Regions from separate parts of the Oryctolagus cuniculus genome. Here region 2 is linked to region 1. A link is a contact called in public Micro-C data. All regions are on one chromosome and are shown on one strand. The core of a region is the stretch at or near the end of the contact, and the rest is flanking DNA. Distances in the headings are between cores, read along the strand shown. Region 1 holds the start of SNX18 (sorting nexin 18). Region 2 overlaps SNX18 (sorting nexin 18).

What was found. A called contact is a pair of places that touch in the nucleus more often than the background predicts.
Region 2: a Micro-C map of ear pinna shows a contact between it and region 1, with 1.7 times the contacts expected there. The contact joins the enhancer-like site here to the promoter of SNX18 in region 1. A contact is called at or near these places in 2 of 6 Hi-C or Micro-C datasets (ear pinna and liver).

Annotation. Positions count from the first base shown.
Region 1 is chr14:75,300,263-75,304,752 of mOryCun1.1, forward strand. SNX18 (sorting nexin 18) reads left to right here and starts at 1,449. Exons shown (of 8, transcript XR_011382047.1): 1 at 1,449-3,277.
Region 2 is chr14:75,357,301-75,361,629 of mOryCun1.1, forward strand. All of the region lies in intron 1 of SNX18 (sorting nexin 18), which reads left to right. Among named protein-coding and RNA genes, the nearest start is that of SNX18, 58 kb to the left of the region's middle. Within about 2 kb of position 1,886, at least 1 of the 8 cell types and tissues checked has an H3K27ac peak or open chromatin away from gene starts, as enhancers often do. A contact at or near this core is called in ear pinna, where this site is marked.

The sequences.
Region 1 (4,490 bases), core at 199-2,698:
GAACAAGGCAACTACAGGAGCTGGGGCTGATTAATATTTCAGGAAGTGATTTTTGATCTGCCTATCTTAAAAATCATGTGAAGATATGGAGACTTAGAGATGACTGGAGACGGATGGACCCTGGCCTCAGGCTAGGAGTGGGGGTGTGACCCATGGGACCCTTTCCAATTCATTCTCCCTGCAATTGCAACTCTGTCAGCCGCCTTCTCTCTAGGAAAGAAGTCGGGGATTTTTGTTTTCCCAAATAACAACGACAGCAGCAAGAGCAGGAGCAAACCCTTGAGCTGCACTCACCACGCCCGGTGTGTGCCGTATACTGGTTCATGTCCTCATCGCTAGGGCACTGGTGCAGTGGTTAAGTCACCACTTGGGACATTTGTGTCCTGTATCGTACTGTCTGGTTCAAGTCCCCACTACACTGCTTTGGCCCCAGCATTCCTGCAATGCTCCCTCTGGGAGGCAGTTCAAGTACTTGGGTTTCTGCCACCCACAAGGGAAACCTGGATAAAGTTCCAGGCTGCCAGCTTCTTCAGCCTGTCCCAGCCCTGGCTGTTGAGGACATTTGAGAAGTGAACCAGTGGATGCAACAGCTAAGTCTCTGTGCCTTTCATATAAAATAAAAACAAAAACCCAACAAAAGACATCCAGCCCCATAACAATTTACATATATGTATATGTGTGTGAATATATATATTCATGTAATATATACATATGTAATACATATATATATATATTACATTACTAGGGGATTCTCACAAGGACCCTGGGAGGTAGGTACAAAATAAACGACTTGCTCAAGGTCACTAACTAGCGTCAGAACAGGTACTGGAACCCTGCAGCCCCACCTGAAGGCTAAGCTCTCATTCCCTGCAGGACACTCATCCTAGGAGGGCACAGGGACACATACAAAATGCCAGCTTCCCGTGCACTTACTTTTTTGCACATTCTAGCTCCTCCCTCCGGCTCTTGTCAATCTCCTGCCTTCTTGGCCAACAAGCTCCAGCGAGCAGAAGAGGTCAGGGAGCGTCAAGAGCCCTCAGCCCAGGCCACCTTTCTCCTTGCAGCAGTCGCGGATATTCGTTGCAAAATTCTTCTTTATACGCGTGGCTCGCGCTGTTCCAGCAGCATTCCCTCAGTGCTCACAGAGGGAAGGTTTATGAAGCGTACTTTCTAGGAAACGTTTTTAGCTTAAAAGCCTTTAAAAAAAAAAAAAGTCTCCGCTAATTCACCCCAATTAGAAACCTCCTCCTGAGGCGGGGCTGCCACCCCGGCGCGCCACTTCGCAGCAGCAGCCACCAGGGGGTAGTGGCCGCCGCGGATCTGGGACCCGGAAGGAGCGCGCGGCGGCTCGGCCATCGCTTGCTCTCGCCTGGCACGCGGCTCTCGGCCGTGGATTAGCGCAGCTGGGGACGTGGGAGGCCGCGGGCCCCGCCCCCGGCCGGCGGCGGCCCAGAGCGGCAGTCGGGACTGCGAGCGGCGCGGAGGGCGCGACCGGCTGGCCGTGGCGGCGGGGTGCGCGCTGCCTTCCGAGCTCCAGTCCGCGCGCGAGGGGGCTAGGGCGCGGGCGCGGGCGGCACCGCGGGGCCCCGTCGGACGGGCCAGGGCGAGAGGGCGCCGGTCTCGCGACCGCCCGCCCGGGGCGCCGGGACCATGGCGCTGCGCGCCCGGGCGCTGTATGACTTTCGGTCGGAGAACCCGGGCGAGATCTCGCTGAGGGAGCACGAGGTGCTGAGCCTGTGCAGCGAACAGGACATCGAGGGCTGGCTCGAGGGGGTCAACAGCCGCGGCGACCGGGGTCTCTTCCCGGCCTCATACGTGCAGGTGATCCGCGCCCCCGAGCCCGGCCCGGCGGGCGACGGCGGCCCGGGCGCCCCGGCCCGCTACGCCAACGTCCCGCCGGGCGGCTTCGAGCCCCTGCCCGCCGCGCCGCCCGCCTCCTTCAAGCCGCCGGCCGACGCCTTCCAGCCGCTGCTGCAGCCGCAGCAGGCGCCGCCGCCGAGCACCTTCCAGCCGCCGGGCGCGGGCTTCCCGTACGGCGGGGGCGCCCTGCAGCCGTCGCCCCAGCAGCCGCTGTACGGCGGCGGCTACCAGGCCAGCCAGGGCAGCGACGACGACTGGGACGACGAGTGGGACGACAGCTCCACGGTGGCCGACGAGCCGGGCGCGCTGGGCAGCGGCGCCTACCCGGACCTCGACGGCTCGTCGTCGGCGGGCGGCGGCGCGGCGGGCCGCTACCGCCTGTCCACGCGCTCCGACCTCTCGCTGGGCGCGCGCGGGGGCCCGGCGCCCGCCCAGCACCACGCGTCCGGGGCCAAGAGCTCGGCCACGGTGAGCCGCAACCTCAACCGCTTCTCCACCTTCGTCAAGTCGGGCGGGGAGGCCTTCGTGCTGGGTGAGGCGTCGGGCTTCGTGAAAGACGGCGACAAGCTGTGCGTGGTGCTGGGGCCCTACGGCCCCGAGTGGCAGGAGAACCCCTACCCGTTCCAGTGTACCATCGACGACCCCACCAAGCAGACCAAGTTCAAGGGCATGAAGAGCTACATCTCCTACAAGCTGGTGCCCACGCACACGCAGGTGCCGGTGCACCGGCGCTACAAGCACTTCGACTGGCTGTATGCTCGCCTGGCCGAGAAGTTCCCGGTCATCTCGGTGCCGCACCTGCCCGAGAAGCAGGCCACGGGCCGCTTCGAGGAGGACTTCATCTCCAAGCGCAGGAAGGGCCTGATCTGGTGGATGAACCACATGGCCAGCCACCCGGTGCTGGCGCAGTGCGACGTCTTCCAGCACTTCCTGACGTGCCCGAGCAGCACGGACGAGAAGGCCTGGAAGCAGGGCAAGCGGAAGGCGGAGAAGGACGAGATGGTGGGCGCCAACTTCTTCCTGACGCTGAGCACGCCGCCCGCCGCCGCGCTGGACCTGCAGGAGGTGGAGAGCAAGATCGACGGCTTCAAGTGCTTCACCAAGAAGATGGACGACAGCGCGCTGCAGCTCAACCACACGGCCAACGAGTTCGCGCGCAAGCAGGTGACGGGCTTCAAGAAGGAGTACCAGAAGGTGGGCCAGTCCTTCCGCGGCCTCAGCCAGGCCTTCGAGCTGGACCAGCAGGCCTTCTCGGCGGGCCTCAACCAGGCCATCGCCTTCACCGGAGATGCCTACGACGCCATCGGCGAACTCTTCGCCGAGCAGCCCAGGCAGGACCTGGACCCCGTCATGGACCTGTTAGCGCTCTATCAGGGGCACCTGGCCAACTTCCCGGACATCATCCACGTTCAGAAAGGTAAAGGCTGGCGCCTGGAGAGCGGATGACGCGGAGTGCGGGGGTTCAGGCCGCGAGGGGTGACGTGGACAGGGCACCAAGGTGGGTTTCAGGCCCATTGTGCAGGTGTGGGAGGGGGGGCGGAGCAGGGACGAGGATGGCTAGGGACTTTTCCCTGGAGTGTGCGACAGGTAGCTGTTTCCTTCCGGCATCCTCCAGGCCGGGAGCGGGCACTTGCCCCAGGAGAGTCCTAGTGTTTTTACGACAGTGCTGTCATTGTAGAGTTCGGATCCTTGGATAAGGAGCTGCAGTCTTGAGGCTAGGGTAGAAGGAACAGGAAACCCAGGCCTTGTTAGGCATGCGTTTGAACCCCGCGGTGTCACTCAGCTGTGGGTATCAGAGGGCCAGGGAGGAGTGGGAAGAAAGGGTGCCTGCGAGGTAAGTAAATCGGACTCTCCCCCTGCACCCAGCTCAGGCAGGGCCTGCTGCCCCAGAGGAACTGGGATGGCCTCTCTGCTCTGGGACAGCTTACGGGACTTCTTGTGTAGACTTCTTGTTTGCAAACCTGGTCGAAGGAATAAGGGGCTCACGCTGATTTCAGGAGAAGCTTGGTCGCTTTGAGTCGGCAGTCTGTTAGCCAGCTGAAATTAAGAACACGATGAAAATAGCGTGGGCATTCTACGGAGAACACATGGAGTATTGTGTCTGGGAGCGAGCAGTGCTGCTGGCATCCCAGGGTTTGTCTCGTTACTGTTAGTTGTCAGCGTGCCCCACTTTAGTTAAATAAGCGCCGGCATTTGCAGATTATTATTATTTTTAATAGAGTAAATGATAGCCGTAATGCCTGTCCTGACTGCACTCTGACTTGATGGCTTGATTGAGAGGGGATGGGGAGCTGCTGGAGTTTGAGAGGCCTGGGGAGGGTGGGAAGAGGCAGCCGTCTAGCCCGGCTTGCACGGGAAGCCGGGCCACACAGGTCTGCCCTTTGGTGCTGAGGCGCCCTTCCAGGTGGGCCGGGTGCTTGGTGAGCAGCCCTGACCCTCGCACGTGTCTTTTCTGTGTGTTCCTCCGCATGTGAGGCCGTCAGACTTCTGGAAACAGTCTTGCTTCTGCTTCCTTCCTCTGTTTCTCCTCTCCTCCGGTTCCAAGTCTGCGACCGGCCCTCTGACTGTCACTGTGGGAGGGGGCAGGGGAATTCAGATGCTTTGCCCTAAGTCTGTGGTTGCTGCTAAAA
Region 2 (4,329 bases), core at 636-3,135, 57 kb after region 1:
GGGAAGACTCAGATGTCCGGAGAAGGCTGGAACGTCTGGTCCTGGGAATTGCTTGCAGGCTGCTTTCTTCACACACATGGCTGGCACCTGGATTGGGATCATTAGAATTCTGGACTCAGTTGTTGACCTAAGTATCTGTATGTGTGTCTTGGGCTTCTCACAATATGGTGACCTCAGGGTATTTGGGCTTTTTAAAGATTTATTTATTTATTTGAAAGTCAGAGATACACATAGAGAGAAAAAAAGAGAGAGAGAGAGAAATCTTTCACCTGCTGGTTCATTCCCCAATTGGCTGCAATGGCCAGAGCTGTACCATCCCGAAGCCAGGAGCCAGGAGCTTCTTCTGGGTCTCCCACACAGGTGCAGGGGCCCAAGGACTTGGGCCATTTTTTGCTGCTTTCCCAGGCCATAGCAGAGTGCTGGATTGGAAGTGGAGCAGCCAGGACTTGATGCCATATGGGATGCCGGCACTGCAGGCAGTGGCATGACCCATTACGCCAGAGCGCCAGCCCCTGGATTTTTTATTTGGTGGCTCCAGTTTCCCAGTGAATGGGTTCTAGTGAACAAGGTAAAGTTGTGTGGCTGTGGAAGGCCTTTGATGTCAGTTCTGCCATACTATTTTGATCAAAACAGTAACAAGCCCAGGATTCCCAAGGAATTTTCAGCTGTGTGTTAAAATGCTGGCCACCTATTTTTAAAAATTTTAATGGAACATGGGAAGTCTGCTGGATTGAATTGCATACCCTAAAAGGATATGTTCAAGTTCTCGTCCTTAGTACCTGTGAATGTGAGCTTAATTGGAAATGAGGTCTCTGCAGGTGCAATCAAGCTAAGATGACGTCACATGGATCAGGTGGGCAGGGCAGGGCAGGGAATGGCTAGTCTAATGACTGTTTTCCTTATAAGAAGAGGGGAATTTGGGTACAGATACTCAGGGAGAGCATCACATGAGGATAAAGGCAAACACTGGAGTAATGCATCTACAAGCCAAGAGACACCAAAGATTGCTTGCAATGTCAGAAGTTAGCAAGAGCCAAGGAAAGGCCATCCCCAGGAGCCTTCAAGGGATCATGGTGCTGCCAACATCTTAGTTTTGAACTTCCAGCCTTTAGAACTGGGACATTTAGGGAATAAATGTCTAGCTGCCATCTTTTGTGGAAAGAGCTCTGTTTCAGCAGTTTTAGGAAACAAACACAGCTCCCATAGCTGTATGTCATCATCATTTCATAGGTACAGAAGCCATTGAACTTAATCGACATATATGTAATCAGCCTTAGATGGTTTGAGAAATGCAGTTCAATAATTAGCATGAGATTATAATCCATGCCATTAACTGACTGTCTCTTTATCTCTCTCATAGAATTTCTTGATCTCCTGTAGGACCTAGGATAGTTAACACAGAGTTAGCATTCAGTAAATATTGATTAACTTGTCACCACTTGCAAGAGAGTATCAGGAGATGCAAACACTGGTCACCTGCAGGCATTATATTACAGGATTCCAAATAAGAGAAAGTCTTGTCCTTTCTGGAAAGCTGCCTAGTCAAAAGAAGCATTTCTATAAAACTACAAATAGTTTTAAATGAAAGTGATCATAGGAAAAAAAGGTTAAAATCCGTTGTTTACAGATGCAATAGTTCCAGTTCCCCAGTCACAAAAGGAGCCTGAAACATCCAAGCATCTTTGCCAAGCGTTAGGAAACGGTTCAGAAATGTAATCTTGGCAGTCGGGGACGGAAACCTACCCGACCATTACAGGGCTCAAGCCTCCTGGGCCTTTCCTGCCGTCCCTTTATGAGTTTGGGGTTGGATGAGGCCTCCTGCGTTTCCTTTCTAGAGTTCAATTCTCTCTTTTCTTTGCTTGCCCCATTTGTGACTTCCTCTACTCAGAAGGGCAGGCAGGGGTGACCGTGGAAAGGAGCCATGGTGCCCCTCCCTGTCCCCAGGGGTGGGAAGTTGGAGCAGCCAGCTTCTCATTTCTTTTCTTCTATAGACCACAAGTCTCCTCCAAAAGGTCCTGCAGGGAAAATAAAGGCTGTTTGAGATGCTTGGCCATGCTGTTGTCACTTTAAAGGGTTCTTCACTACTGTGGATGCGACTGTCTAGACCACTGGAAATAAGTCCTTTAAGGTCTTCGTTCTGATGTCAACACAAAAATGCCAGAAGGCGGTGCTCCACGAGGAGGTGCTCATTAAAGACTGGCTTGTTGGAGTAGGCTGGCACCCTCACGATTTCTGAATATTTGGGAGGTGACGTTTCCAGGAAATGCCCTCCCTCACAGTGACGTCCCCGCTTCTCAGGGGGCGCATGGACAGATGTGTGTTTTCTATCTGGGTAGAGTTCTCTTTGCCACTGTCTGGGTGAGCGGGGCTCTTCCTTTGGTTCATAATTGTGCTGAGTCTTGGCAGGCTGGAGGACCCTCCCTGGGGACTGTGCATGCATTTGATGGCTGTGGTTGGTGGGGGGAGGGGGCGCTGGCCGTGCTGCGCAGTAGCCATTTCTGCTCCCCACATGATAACAAGTTTTTGTGGGGCCCTGACTCTACGTCAGGTTCAGGATCATCAGAAAACCAACCTGGCTGTGGAAGGACCTTGTTGTCGTCACTATTGCCTCCCCAAGATGCAGACTCCCTCTTCTTTGCTAGCAGAATCTTGATGTTGTTGTTTTCAAAGAAAGAGGGAACCTGCTCAGCCTAGGTGATAGGTTTACTCTTGGAAGCTACCTTCTTTTTAAAAATTGTTTTGATAAAGATTTGTTTCTTTCTTTTAGAAAGAGGGAGAGACAGAGAGCAGAGGGAGATCTTCCATCCACTGATTCACTCCCCAAATGGCTGCAATAGCCAGGGCTGATCAGGCTGGATCCAGGATCCAGGAGCTTCATCTAGGTCTCCTATATGGGTGGCAGGGGCCCAAGTACTTGGGCCATCTTCACTGCTTTCCCAGATGAGTTACCAGGGAGCTAATGGTCTGAAGTGGAGTAGCTGGGTCTCGAACTGGCATTTATATGGTATGCTGGCATCACAGGCAGCGATTTAACCTGCTACACCACAGCACCAGCCCCACCTGCCTGCTTTTTACCTAGAAGTGATTGTGTGACTGCTATGGCCAGTGAGAATTAAAGAGAGACCTCTTGAAGACTTGGAGAAGGCCTATACTTTGCATAATAAAAATGGAATCAGGGCTAGCAACCCCCCATCATTTTTTCTGTCTTTTAACTCTCTCGAACACAGGCTTGATACCTGGTGCTATAGCAGTCATTCTGGAAAGCAAAAAGGAAGGGCACAAGGAAGTAACCTGTGAAGAGCCTGAGGGAAGGGCTGAGGGACCCCCACAATCCCTGGCTCTGATATCACAGAGCCCCTGAATCACGGTGGATTAACTGCCTCACTTCTTGCTGTTTAAATTACTCTTGGCTCTCACCACACAGATGAATGCATCTCTAAGCAATGAATGCAAGCTTTTCAAATCGAATGCCAAAGCACTCCTGTTACTAGGGCTGTAGTGACCTGCAGCCCTGGGCGTAGCTCGGACTGGCCTCCCATCCACAAGAAATGACCTCATTTTTTAAAAAATCTGAACCATGTATGTAAATGTCGCATTCTGTTTCATAGTGTGTGAATATTGATGCTTTCATTAATTTGTGAAAATATTTAAAGTGCCATCAAGAAAAAATTTAAAGCACTTTGTCCCCTGATGTGTTGCCCATGCCCCCAGAGGTGCAGTGACAATGATTCTAGAAGTCTGCATTACAGAAGTAGCAGAGATACAGATAAAGGGGTCAGTAGAGCTGGGGCAACGATGGCCTTGGGTATCAGGCTAAGGAATTTGGACTAAATTTCTTCAGAAATGGGACACACTGCTGAAGACAGAATATTGGGGAAATTATGCAGAGCCAAACTTTTCAAAGATGAGGGTAAGCGTGCTTTCAGAACTGAGACTGGACACAGGAAGAGTCAGAAAGAGACTGTTACATTGGATCAAGTGGATCAACTCCATCTATGAGTGGCAGACAAAGCAACAATTTAAACCAAATCAATTGATATCCTATACTCAAGAGATAGGAAGTAGCTCGGCAACCAGACATCCAGCATGGGAAAGGTGGCCCAGAGCCACTTCAAGTTGCTTCAATTACCAATGGCTGCATAACAAACCACTTAAATCTAATGGTCAACAGTGCTGGCAACCATTTCTCCCCCTCATGCACCTGCAATGTAGGGAGCACACAGTGGCAACAACTTATTGCTATTCCCACAGCATCAGCTTGCGTAACTTGAGGGCTGTGGGGGGCTCAACAGCTGTGTCTGGAATCTTCGACAGGCTTGCCTACTTGTG